3 separate regions of the Mus musculus genome follow, and regions 2 and 3 are each linked to region 1. The links are chromatin contacts, called in public HiCAR-type and HiChIP or PLAC-seq maps. All regions are on one chromosome and are shown on one strand. The core of a region is the stretch at or near the end of the contact, and the rest is flanking DNA. Distances in the headings are between cores, read along the strand shown.

Region 1 (4,315 bases), core at 789-3,288:
TGCATAACAAATCAGTTAAATAAATGAAACATAAATTTAGTGGGCCTTTGTGACTGAGTACATTCACAACTGACTCTTCGAAAGCTTAGAACTCTGAAGGAAAGCAGAAAAATTAAGGGAGCCTTGGGGCAGGTGAATACCCAGTAGTCCTCAGTCATCTACAGGCTTCCAGTGTTATACAGGGACTGTAGCACTGATATTATGGCAAGCCACTTAAATGACAGTAACTTAAGAACTGTGCTGTGGCAAAAGAATGAAAACTAAAAATGATGTTTTAAACTATGATGAGGCATAATTCAGAGGCTAATGTGATCACATTCTACCATGTAACAGTGCAAAGATATTTTAGCCAAATGATGTTTTGCACTAAAATCTGCTTTAACATGAAATGAAATTACCAAACACCAACAATTAAATATCAAAGCATGAAAATTTCAGGATATGATTACCTTTATATAGATCAATTAGTATACAATCTATATCTATATAAACAGGGATGCAAATAATGTTTCCTTTGCTTCATGTGCTACTAATGGCAAAAATAAGGAAAGGAGGAACATAGTAAAACAAGCAACTGTCATAGCCAAGGATGTTACTGCTTTTTGTCTTATGAACATTATGTGTCTAGTGTGCGTCACATGCGTGCTGGTGCCCTTGGAGGTCAGAAGAGAGCACTGGAGCTCATGGAGCTTGGGTTATAGGCAGCTGCTAATATAGTTCATGCTCTCAACTCATGAACCATTGATCCAGCCCCACTCTAGTACATATTAACTTTCAACAGATGAAAATCTTAACATTCTTAAGAAAAAAAAAAACCCTAAAGATTAGTACTTAGAAGGAAATAGTCCTGAGCAGGGAAGAGCTCTGGCTGGCTTTTATATCATTAGCTAGAATGACTCATTTTGCCACACTGAGTTTAGAACAACAACAAAATAGTGATTTGTATTTCTATCCTTTGTGATATGTGCAAGAAGAGAGTAGAGACATGCAAGTGAAAGTTCTTAGATAAAAAAATGTAAGATTTAATGGAGAAATCCATTGCATCTACTATATTACACAATGTTAAAAAGCTAACCCTCCATATAGAAAAAGTCAGTGAAGTACTCTTTACTTTGTTATTTATAAGCACATATTAAGATGAATGGATTTATTTCTCTAACCATGGAGTAAGGACACCCTTTAAGTAAAGAACTTCCTACGTATGGGAGGAGAATATTCACTAAAAAGTCACTAAAATGTTTGGAAGGCAGCTAGATAAGCATGATTAAATACCTAATATATAACTTGCAATGTCATCTGCATTACAATTTTGTGTTTAATACCTAGATTTTAAAAATTTATCTCAACAAATTCATGAAGAATATTAAGATATGAAATCAGACATATATTTTGATTGTTGCGTAGGGGCATTACAATTCTTAATGCAATACAACTAGGACAATATGAAAATATTTCTTGTCTCCTGAGACAGCTCAGTTGGTAAAGGTGCTTGCCACTGATCCCAGGGACTAACATGGTGGAAGACGAAAATAGTCTACTGTGAGTTGTTGTTTAACCTTTTAAGCATGCTGTGGCTTTTTTTTTAAGTGAAAACTTTTTAAATGAAATATTTATATAGGAGGCCTGCCATTACATTTTAGAACAATTTTCTTTTTAAAGATACCCCCCTCCACCCTCCTAAAAAAAGAAGACCGAAAAACCGCCACTGCAGCTAGTGTTACTACTACAAGATTCCTGCCAAAAGCAATCATGGTGCCATCTGGTCTGACAATCTAAGAGAGCCAAAGAATAGCCATTCAAGTAACAGCTCTTTATCTCCACCAGTAAACTCACTGCAGATTACCACAGTTGAAATTCAAAACCCAGTTAATTTGGGATTGAAGCCACACTCTGTAGCACAGCGGACTCCACGCTAGTGTGCATCTTGAGTACAGTCTGTTCTTCTAAAGCTAATGAATTATCCTCCTGTAAATGAGCTCGTTCTGAGATCAGCCGTGCGCTGCCACTTGTATCTTACTTAGCTGGTTTCACACACCTCCATGACAACGCAGAGTGGGTCACTTCAGGGTGTGCCTTAAAGCTGCTTCAGTGCTGTATTCTTGCTTAATGGGAACCAGGTCATTCAGCTAGAGATTTTATAACAGGCAAATGACTTTCACCTCCTGACCATGTATTCAAATTCACTTGGAATGGGAAATAATGAGAGTCATTGTCTCAGAAATGTTCAGCAGTGTCCCTGGCAGATAATAGTTGATTGAAGCCCAGTTTAAACAGGCTAAACTGCAAGGGGAAGAAAAGCCCCACACAGCCCTTTCAGTCAGCCTCCAAATCTGTCTCTGACTTGAAAAATCAACAACAAAACCAGTTTCTTCCTTCAGCTACACATGCCTCAGGGAAAATAAAAATACCAGAAGAGCTGCTGAGTACTTTGCATATCATACTACAATTAGCAGTGTATTAAATAACACAATAGAAACAAAATTAGTAGATTTTCAAAGGAAGCAAAACATTGGAAGCAAAGTGGCACATTAAATACCCTCAGATAACTTTGAGTTCTTTAGGATACACACTGGCTTTTAAGAAGTTACTTCAAACAACCTACATATTACAGACCACAGTGGGAGTCAAAGATATTTACTTTAGGGATAATTACCAGGAAATGGTATTGGTTTACAATTAATGGTATTGACAATTAATCATAAAATTAGATTTCCAGGTAATAGTATGATTTTGCTTCTGCAAATAAGGTTGTTAATATTAGTTCTTATTCTTGTATCCTAATTACCAACTGAGATACACTTGGCTAATGAAGTCATTGAAAGTTTAACTGTGTGTATTCTCTGAAAAATGTACCCCCCGCTTTTTAACTCTCAAGCATTAGTTAAATAAGGTTGTTTTCTTTTCCCTAACAAAATCTCAATTGTTTGATTTCACTAATAAAGACTCAGGACCCAGATACTAGGGTGAAGGCCTGCTAGCTCAGGGAGGCAGAGAAAGCATCTAGCTGATCTTCTTTCTGAGCACAAGTCCCAGAATGAATCACTTTTCTCACATGGTCTCAGAAAACCCCCTTCAAATGGAATGTCCCTACCTTCCACTTGCTGTGCACCTCTCCGTCCATTCTCCTAAATCCCTTGTACTCTCTGGTTTTTTTTTTTTTTTCCTCAATAATACTATGTTCACTGGTTGCTTGCTCTGCCTTTTGCCTTTTGCCCTATGGTTGACTTTATTTAATCCTGTTTACAATATTCAAGCTGAAAGTTCTTGGAATAAAAGTGTGTACTAAGGCTGAGCCACACTACAACTAAAAATATTTTTCCCCCCAGGAAATAACACAATTTCGGAGTTCACAGTGTACAACATAAGGTAAATTCACTTTTATTTACAGAGCTTCCTTATGGTTGGGAGAAAAAAAAGAGAACCCTCATTCCTCCAAATTTCTAGGTAACACTGAAGTTTTTAATATAAAATTTCCTGCATCAACACTCAAGGTTAAAATTGTATCTGCAGCATCCATAAAGTAGGCAATTCCGGTGGTCTGAACAATGTAGCAATCAGATAAGGGGAAAGAAAGCTTAGAAGTAAAGATGACCACTGACAACTGAATGGTGTTCCTATCTGTTATATACAGTTCCTATCTGTTATATACAGTTCCTGTCTGTTATATACAGTTCCTGTCTGTTATATACAGTTCCTGTCTGTTTAAACAGCCACATTAGAAGCAATCTTCACTCCTTGAAAGAACACTACACTTTCTAGATCTCCTTAAAAGAGAGTATACCTTTAAGTATATACCTCTAAACTTTGAATTAGTGTATCACAATGACCTTAAGGTCTTTTAATTGCTTTTGGAAGTATACAAAGTAGTACCATGGGAGTTCATTCACCCAGGGTCCATGCCTTCCTCTATGAAGAATGCAGTAGCGAGGATAGCTACTCCAGCCATTAGTCTTCACCAGTTTTTCTGTTCCTTTACTGCTCTCTCCATCCTACTCTTCCTTGTTCCTCCTCCCTTCTCTTCTTCCCTTTGAGATGGGTCTTTCTACATTCTTAGGCTCATCTTGAAACCCTGACTCAAGTAATCTCCTTCACCCTCTGGAGTACTGGGAGGACAGGCATGTGCTATGGTCTGGCCTTTCTCTTATATTCTGTATTGAGAAACCCAACGACAGCTTCTCGAAAGCTAAAAGTCAGCACAAAAAGTGTTCCTTCCTCTAGTTAAAATAACCAGCAAATCAGGTTGCAGAAACATAAAGTGCCATATTTAGAATTCCCTAGATCTGTATGGTAAAGGAAAGCATTTGGGAGACTATTA
Region 2 (4,315 bases), core at 773-3,272, 380 kb after region 1:
TGAGCTACATAGCAAGTTCCCCACCCACCTGAGCTATATAAACCAGGACGGGGGTGGGGTGGGGTGGGGAGAGCATTCTGAAGCCCGTTCTCTCCAGCTCTGTTTTCTCCTCCTCAGTCCTGCACATAGACCCAGTGAGCCGGCTGGTCTTGAGCCATAAGGAAAGGTACCTAAGAGGCTATGAAACAAATGATGAACTCCTCCACAGAACATGACTCCTGGGCAGGCAGCAACTGGAGACCCTGAACAGAGGCAAGGTTTTCAACCTGGCCTGAGCGATGGAACCCTGAGCGATGGAAAACGATGCTTCTGGCTGATAGCACGAAGCTATGGTTTCTTCTCTCCTACCCACCCCTTTCTGTTGCAGGCTGATCACATTTCCTTGGTGATTTCCATGCTTAGTCAGAAGACTTAAGGGATAGCTCTGCATTCCACAGGCTCTTGTCCAGATAACCTACTCTGTACTAATTAGTGTGATCATCCGCAAGGTCCCTTCCTTCCTGTCTGCCTCGAGTTTGTACGGAACAACTGCCATACACTATAGTAACTCCGCTGGACCCCTGGAGAGGCTGAAGATGAAGATGCCAGTGCCTCTGTCAGAAAAACAACACAAAACCCATCTGTTTCTAGTGGTTTCCTCTCTCACTTAGACCATGAGAACGTTGTAACTGAATGGGAGAGAGCCAAGAGTCTGGCAGCTGATCTGAGGGAATCTTACACAATTTTGATGAGACCCCCCCACACCCACCCCAGTGTGAACCAAACCAGTTCTCCAGTACAGGATAACTAGAGAGAGACAGCTGAGACATGGGGAGGGGCCTCAGTGGTCGCCTGCGCGCACACACACATTTGTCTGTGTATCAGCTCCTAAAATTGTAGTTAATACTGTTGTTATCATATTACCACTCAAACAGATATGAAGCAGGCATAAAGGGGCTAAATGACCCATGCAGCACCAGCCAGCAAGTAAAAGGTAGAGTTGGGACTGGAACCGAGTTAGTCAGTCTGCCTCAAGTCCCAAATGCCTGAAGCACGCACATTCAAACAAAAACCAAGGAAAGGGCTGGCCGGATATCCAATGGGGGCAGAATAGGTAAAAGCTACAAGGACACTCCCTGCCCCAGGGCATTCTCAGTGAGGAAAGGCGGCTTTTGATAAGTCAGAATGCCTATCCACCCCATGCTTTAAACGAGCTCTCATACACACCATTCATTCTGTTTCGACCATATTGTCACTTGTCCCCTTATAGACAGGTACTCCAGGGCCGAACCTGGAGAAGTTTCATAGTGTCTGCCAAGCACCGAGACTGGGTCCCCGGGTTTCTGCGTGCCGCTGTTCTTCTCCCTTTAGACATTAACTGCTGTAACTAGTGCTTCGCGGTGGCTCTAGTATCTGGGGTCCTGACCTCTAGAATGCAGTCCTGGGACACACTGCTCTTCCACCCAGCTTCCGTCTGTAAATATTTCTTCATGCTGGAAATGGTTCTGAGCACTCCTCAGTGCCAAGCTCTCGAACCACCAAGTTGAATTCAATGTTTGCCCAAGCCGCTCAGTATTTGCTAGTGGTGACAAGCATGGGAGGGACCTTCTCCGTGGACTGAGGGATGGCCCCAAACCTGCTCCTTTACCCTGGAAGTGGGAGCTGCAAATGAGATCACACAGGACAATCAATTTGTAAAAAAGCATAAGGTGAGAATGGGGTGTGGAGAGAGGGTGAGAAGAGGAGGGGGAAGGGAAACGATTCAAGGAAGAGAGAGGACACGGGCAAGACTGCAGCCTTGGATCAAAATGAAGACCTCTGAGGGCCAAGCTGCGAGCTCATCCTGGGCTAGGAGCCCAGAACAAGACTCCGGCCTCCGAGGACAAAGCCTGGAGCTCTGGCCTCTCCCTCCCAACAGGCCAAGCTGCCCTGGGCTTCATCCTGGCAGCGTTCTAGAACTTTTGAGCCATGCACCGCCCCGTACAGATTTTGAGTTACAGCCTGAGCCATGACAAAGGCCAGGCCTCTCGCCATTGTGCAACCGGAGAAGCCGGATTTCCTGTGAATCCCCTTACGTAAGGGTATCCCTGAGCAATGGTGGCCTGGGTAGCGCCCTCTGCCGCCATTCTCTGTGCTGAAGCGCCACCTGGAGGCCAGTTCTCGTTCAAACCGCTGTGTAGTAGAGCCTCCACAGAAGGAAACAAGAAGATGCCTTGGAACAAAAAGGCGCCTTTTGAAAGAGCCTCAACAGTTTCTTCACCCGCCCTTTATCTATTGCTGATGGGGTATTCAAGAGTTAAATGACAGGCTTCTTAAAGGGACAGGATTAGAGCCACAGTGATCTTGTCACTGCCTTTCTTAAATTCTAATATCTGGATCTGAAGAGCACACGTGAGGGGAAAACTGCAGTTTGCCCTGCATCTCGGATTCCAACCTCTTCATCCCCCTACTGCAAAATTCAGGTTAGACTAACTTGTGTAGAGAGCTTGGCAGTGAGCCGGCCCCTTCTCGGGAGAGCCTGGGATGCTGCAGAGGTTTTTTAATCAGCTGCCTGGCCCTGGGCATGAACACACACCCTGGATTACTCAACAAGTAGCTGGGGGCTGGGGGGGGGGGGGGGGCGGGGACTACAAAAATAATTGTTTAAATTGAGCTCCAAGTTATTTTAGCCTGAAGAAATTCTAAGCTAGATGGACCCAGGAAATAGGGAGTATTCAACATAAAGAAAAGGGGACCAGGCTTCCAAACTGAGAAAGGTTTTGTCTTGTTTTGCCTTTTTTGTTTTTTGGTTTTTTTTTTTGTTTTGTTTTGTTTGTTTTTTGTTTTGGGTAGGGAGGCAAGTAACCAAGCAAGCAAAACAACACAGAGAAAGGGGGGGCTTTCTTTTTCAGAATTTTATACTTATTCTTTTGGTAGGCCAGCAGTTTAGCTTCCTACAAGGACAAAAGACCCTGACATCTCAAGCAAATCCTTATCAGAAAGTGGAAAATGCTAGAGTTATCAGGAATATTCCATATCAAACCATATTACAGCATCATGGTAACAAAAACAGCATGTTACTAGCTCAAAAAGTGGCCCTGGCAATCAAGGGGCTCAAACAGAGGTCCCAGAAGTCACCCCACAAAGCTACAGTTCTCTATCTTTGGACAAAGGTATCAAAAACATACACTGGAGGAAAGAGACCTCTAAACACCTGTGCTGAGAAAACGATTTCCACAAGGAGAGGAAAGACTAAGACCCCCGTCTCCAACCCTGTGCAAAATCAACTCAAAGTGGATCTTAGAGCCAGACCTGAAGCAAAACACTTCAGGACACAGGCATAGAAGAAACTTTCTCAACAGTGCTCCAACTGTACAGCACACATTGCCAACAACCAACAACTAGACGTATAGGAAACTAAGACGTTCCTGTCCAGCAAAGAAAACAAGCACCAGCGCCTAGAGAATGGTAAGAAAATCTTTGCCTGCTACACATCTTTATATATACAGAACTGGGCAAATTAAACACCAGGAAAACAGATCACCCAGCAGAAAACAAGCTAACCGACTGGGCAGACAGTTCTCAAAGAAGGCATACAGATGGGTGATACCCAAGCACAACCAGAGAACAAGCCATGAACCAAGGCAAGCTCTGGTTATCAGAGCAGCAGTATGCAGTGCCTGGGTGCCCACAAAGGTGCCCACATCTTAATGCAGTCGCTGCTGTTACTCTCCAGACCAACAGTTCCAACAAGAGTCATGGTTGAACTTATTATAAGATAAAACGGTCACCCACCCACCTGGGGAACAACATGTAGCCTACTGGTTGGGTGAAGAACACAAAGAAAACAATGTCATTTATCCACGAACCCTCTCCCCTCCAAAATTAGACTTACAAAAGCTGAGCTAGGGTATAGTAGCACATGATTGTAAGCCTGAGGAGGGAAAATTGTGAATGCAAGGCAACCTGGACTGCTAAGATCCTACTAGACAAACACACAAACAAACCAACAAAATGCCAATGTGTTTGCTATCCTAGTAGAAATGAGTTCATTGGTGTCCACAGTGACCTTGTAGAATGAGGGTTATCATTACTGTCCTGCAGAAAAGAAAACAAAGGTTAAAAGAAATTTAGTAATTTAGCCTAAAATACCAGTAGCCATGATGTGAACTCAAGCATTCTGGCTCCAGAATATCTGTGGTCTTCCAAGATGCCACCTTGGAACAAAGCCAGCATGCTACGTACTGAAGAGAATATTCTGAGAAGCAGTTCAGTTTGCCACGGAGCACTGCGGGAGTTCATATGCAGTCATGGGGGCTGGACTACATAGGGGAATGTCTGGGCTAAAGAGGATCTT
Region 3 (4,315 bases), core at 1,355-3,854, 260 kb after region 1:
TTCACCATTGGAAAGCTCTGGGTTTTCTGCATTACAATTCTATGCAGTTTATATGTTATGCAAATTGAGCTTTTCTGAATACCATCTAATGCATTTATTCTTCTTCAAAATTAGCTAAACACCAACTTTTTTCCTGCTAAATTCATCTCCCTACAAAGACAGGTATAAGGACAATCGTCTGACGTGTGCTATGGTTTATTATTATTGCCAAAATGTATATGGCTGGACAATAGCTTTTAAAATATATATGGGTATGAGGGAGGGTGTAACTCATTTAGTAGAGTGCTTGCCAAGCACAGGAAAAGCTCTGGGTTCAGTTCTCAACAGGAAACAGGCATGGAGGAACACAGTGATACCGGCACTCCGGAGGTAGGAAGGTCAGAAGGTCAAGGCCATTCTTGGCTACACATTGAGTTTAAAGCCACCTGAAGGGAGGGAAAGAGAGCAAGTAAAAGAAAAGAAAACAAAGGAAAACAAACAAACAAACAAACAAAAACCCAAAAAGCTACAATCTGTAGGGCTACATTTCACAAAAAAATAAATTTAAAATCTGGATGATGTCCAGAGTGTGAGGAGTGAAGATTAAAGAATGAAGACTGAGGTCCATCAGCTGCCAGGCCCAGATAAGGTGGGAGGGAAGACCACTCCTCACCTCACCCCCACCCAGATGAGCCAGGGTTGAGGGCATTGGGGTGGAGAGCAAAGCTGGGCAGGGTAGCTCATGCAAATAATACCAGTGCCTTTAGGGCTGAGGCAGGAGAGCAGCCTGAGCTACAGAACTGGACCCTGTCTCAGAGGGGTTTATGTATGTCAGAGGGCAAGTGTCCTGAAAGGCAGGACCACACCAAAGTACAAGTGCTCCATTTACCTTTAGCTTTTAGGAAAAACAGACTCATTTCAGGATAGCATTTCTCATTCTCGATCACATTCAAGTTACCACTAACTGGGGTCTAATTCAGTTATACGTCCTGTGGGAAGGTAGTCAGTCCTTCTAAAGCTCTGATCTTCAGATCTACTGTTTGATGGGTAGGTGCTGCATGAAGGATTGCTTACATCATCAAACTCAGATAGGCTGAGTTCAGCAGCTGCTTCACTGAGAAGCATAAGGAACGCCTTAGTGCTGGGTAAAGACAGAAAGACGTGTGACTTTTCTCACACAACGGCAGCAGCAATGTACATGCAAAGGATTTGCCAGAGTTACTCCTGGGAAAGGGTCCCAGAGCTCCCTGAGGAAGTAATGAACCTCATTATCAACTCTCACGCTGTCACAACAATGGAAGCTGCCTTTTCAGGACTCCATGTTAAGGAGGCTTCCAGAAGAAAACCTTCTGAGAGAATTAGTACTCTAGTGCACTCAGAGAGTGCTTGGCTAGACAGAAACAGCAAAGCATGGGCATCACTGTTTTGTCCAAAGCAGTTGAAAAAAAATTTCAAGATGGAGACAATCTCTGGGGCTCTGTAGACAGAGTTCAAGACCCCAGCCCTCTGTATTAGCAACGTGAACTCTAGCCAGCTAAGTGTTTTAAACCTCAATGTCCATGTTTGTAAGATGGAGATAAGATTTACTACCCACCTCACAGAGTGGTCCAAATCTTAAGCCAGGAGCTGAAAACTGTGATTTAGAAATGTTACTTACGAGAACCATCTTGTTAGCATTCTCTCTACTCTAGGGCTGGGATGACCCATTGAACTAACTGAAGCCAATACGTCTTGCTCCCTTCGTATCCTAAGTCCTTCAGAAGAGTCCTAATTGAAGTTGTATATTAAATATCTAGGTAGGTCTATGTACATATTGGCTTCTATTTTTTTTAATGCACAAGTATTTTAACTGACACATAAAAACGTAAGCTTTATATATGTATGGAGTACCACACAACATTTTGAGACATATGAGTTGTGTAGTGTTTAAATGAGGGCAAACACTTCAGTCTACTCACCTAACATTTATGGTGAAAACATTCAAAACTCTCTCTGCCAGCTCTTTGAAATACACTATGCATTGCTGTTATCTGCAGTCACCCTACTGTGCACAGTCACCCTACTGTGCACACCAGAGCGGCTTGCTCCTGTCTAACTCTACACTCCTATTTTTACAGTGGGTTTGATTTTATAATTGGGGTAATACCTCAACACATAGACAGTGCTCTCTTGGCACTAATAAGTCTATAAAAAGGTTACGTCTCTGCTCTGTGTCTACAATTCTCTGACAGGTCTTCTTCCTGGTAATAGGTTTGCCCTTAAATCTTCCCTGGTAGATCTTGTTTTCAGAAAAGAAAGGATATTGGTGTTTAATATATATGATGGATTTTTAAAAAACAGTAACAGTCCCAAATAGATCCTGTCTCCCACCCTCACATATTTGAGCTGTTCCCTCCCACCTTGGCTCTGGACTTGGCCACTTGAGTTGGCCTATGGGATCATTATCAAATTTGACAGAAGCAGGGGCTGGACACGGACTTGCCAATTGAGCTTGACTCGTTCTTGTTGTTGAGAACTTTCTGGCAGTAGGTGAAGAAACACAAGCCAGCCTGCTGGAGAGAACAACCTAGACACCAGCCAGAACCCCCTCACCCCAACCCCCATCCACACGAGCAAAGGCATTGTAGGCTTCCAGCCCCGTCTGAGTTGCCAGCTGCCTGCAGCCGCATGAATGGCTCTGATGAAACCAGCCCCCGAATGTCCAGCTGCATCTAGCCCTCGCTGCTGACCTGCAGAATAATGAACTGATAAAACGGCTGTTGTTCTTAGCTACCAAGTGCTGGAGGGGTTTGTCAAAGCAGATAACAGATAAACTTAAATTTTATAGATACAGTAGCAGTTATTTCTGCCCTCCTGTTTATGCTTCTAGAAGAAGCTTTTGTCGCATGATAAGACATGGAGATCTGTTTGTGGAAAGTCCAGAGAGACCCACGCCTGTGGCCCTCCCCCTTTTCCTTTTAGTTGATTTTGGATAATCCAGAATAGAAGCTCTGCCTGTGAAATTTTTGAGAAGTGTAGCAGAACCGTCAGCTAAACAAAGTGAGAGTCTCTGAATAGCAAGAGAGAGATTAGCTGGCAGCAGGAATGTGCTCCACTCCTGGGAATAACTTCCTGACACCACTCTGCATATCACAGTGCCAATCCCTCGTCTTGATACTTAGCATGCACAGTCACACAGGCATACTCAGTAGTTATTGAAGAATGCCGATTTTCACCTGGTGAATGGATGTCGCTAAGTGGCTGAATAGATTCTAGAGATGCAGTTAAGGGAAATGGCTGCTAACCTATAACAAGGAAGTGGGTGGGGAATGGACTTTGAAAGACTCTGGAGAAGCTTAAAAAAATAATGAGAAACAAGAGGAATAGACACACTCAAAGCAGAGAGACTCCGATTTCTCTGTGGTTCTGGCCCACCAGGCAGGTAACAAATAACTATGAATAGTCAACTTCACTAAATAAACAAACAATGCAAACTCCTTGGAAGGAGGTCAGGTTCTCAAATTAAGGTCACCAAAATTGCCAGTGTAATATACGAGGGATGTAGAGAGATAAACTGAAATGTTCAGGATCCAATTGGGAAACCCACATTCCATTAAACACTCCTCACAGAGATCTAGAAGAACTATTTGTTAAATATTTTGTTCTAGAGGAGAGACACCGCAGAGATTTGAACTAATGCTGGGGATGACAAAGAGGATAATGGACGAGAGAGAGAGAGAGAGAGAGAGAGAGAGAGAGAGAGAGAAATGGGGGAACACTTTGGCTTCATTCTGCTTCCTCAAACAATCACAAACTAACCCCCCCCCTCCATGGGGGAATTCCTGAGATACAGGAAGACTCCCCATCATGAATAAGAATATTTAAAAATCTTAAATACCACCTAAAGTAGCAAGGCCACTGTTGGTTTTTAAGATTTATTCTTTCTTCTTATGGCAACAACCCTCCTCTCTTCACACCCTGATGCTTGGATGGAAACTGGGTCCTGTGGTTGGCATGTGACCATCATTAAGCCACTGTGAGCCACTGACATTCACTAACGAGGGTCACAGGACCCTACTAGAACCAATGGAATGCTGTTAAACGTGGGTCTGTAGGAGGCTGGGGCTGGCGCCATCATGTTGGGCTCTGTGCACTTAGATTCTGGGATGGAAGCCAAGACAGTGGTGGAAGATGGCCACGTAAGGTGGAATTTGAGCTATGAAATCAGCCTCATCTGAAACCATGCTTACCCCTCAGATGTTTTGTTTCCATAGACCAACACATTCCATTGTTGCTTAAGTCAATTGCTTTCTGTCACTTGCTATCAGGAGAGCAGTGGGGGTCATCTCTTAATGGA

What was found. HiCAR-type assays count read pairs that join an accessible place to other places. HiChIP or PLAC-seq counts read pairs in DNA pulled down with a chosen protein or histone mark.
Region 2: a contact with region 1 is called in an H3K27ac HiChIP or PLAC-seq map of VIP interneurons, with 6 times the contacts expected there. The contact joins two enhancer-like sites. A contact is called at or near these places in 1 of 15 datasets of contacts at CTCF or cohesin (large pre-B cells), 5 of 484 Hi-C or Micro-C datasets (bone marrow-derived macrophages, cerebral cortex, cortical neurons and 2 more), 15 of 115 datasets of contacts at active chromatin or transcription factors (VIP interneurons, acute myeloid leukemia, astrocytes and 12 more) and 3 of 9 other capture datasets (adipose tissue, embryonic stem cells and liver).
Region 3: a contact with region 1 is called in a HiCAR-type map of astrocytes, with 2.1 times the contacts expected there. The contact joins two enhancer-like sites. A contact is called at or near these places in 1 of 484 Hi-C or Micro-C datasets (nephron progenitors) and 3 of 115 datasets of contacts at active chromatin or transcription factors (astrocytes, embryonic stem cells and neural progenitor cells).

What each region holds. Positions count from the first base shown.
Region 1 is chr3:104,057,298-104,061,612 of GRCm38.p6, forward strand. The region is part of intron 7 of Magi3 (membrane associated guanylate kinase, WW and PDZ domain containing 3); the gene reads right to left. Among named protein-coding and RNA genes, the nearest start is that of Phtf1os, 91 kb to the left of the region's middle. Within about 2 kb of position 2,039, at least 63 of the 459 cell types and tissues checked have an H3K27ac peak or open chromatin away from gene starts, as enhancers often do. A contact at or near this core is called in VIP interneurons, astrocytes, cerebral cortex and 6 more, where this site is marked.
Region 2 is chr3:104,440,094-104,444,408 of GRCm38.p6, forward strand. No RefSeq gene overlaps it. Among named protein-coding and RNA genes, the nearest start is that of Gm38412, 33 kb to the left of the region's middle. Within about 2 kb of position 2,023, at least 210 of the 459 cell types and tissues checked have an H3K27ac peak or open chromatin away from gene starts, as enhancers often do. A contact at or near this core is called in VIP interneurons, astrocytes, cerebral cortex and 5 more, where this site is marked.
Region 3 is chr3:104,316,542-104,320,856 of GRCm38.p6, forward strand. No RefSeq gene overlaps it. Among named protein-coding and RNA genes, the nearest start is that of Gm5546, 42 kb to the right of the region's middle. Within about 2 kb of position 2,605, at least 61 of the 459 cell types and tissues checked have an H3K27ac peak or open chromatin away from gene starts, as enhancers often do. A contact at or near this core is called in astrocytes and neural progenitor cells, where this site is marked.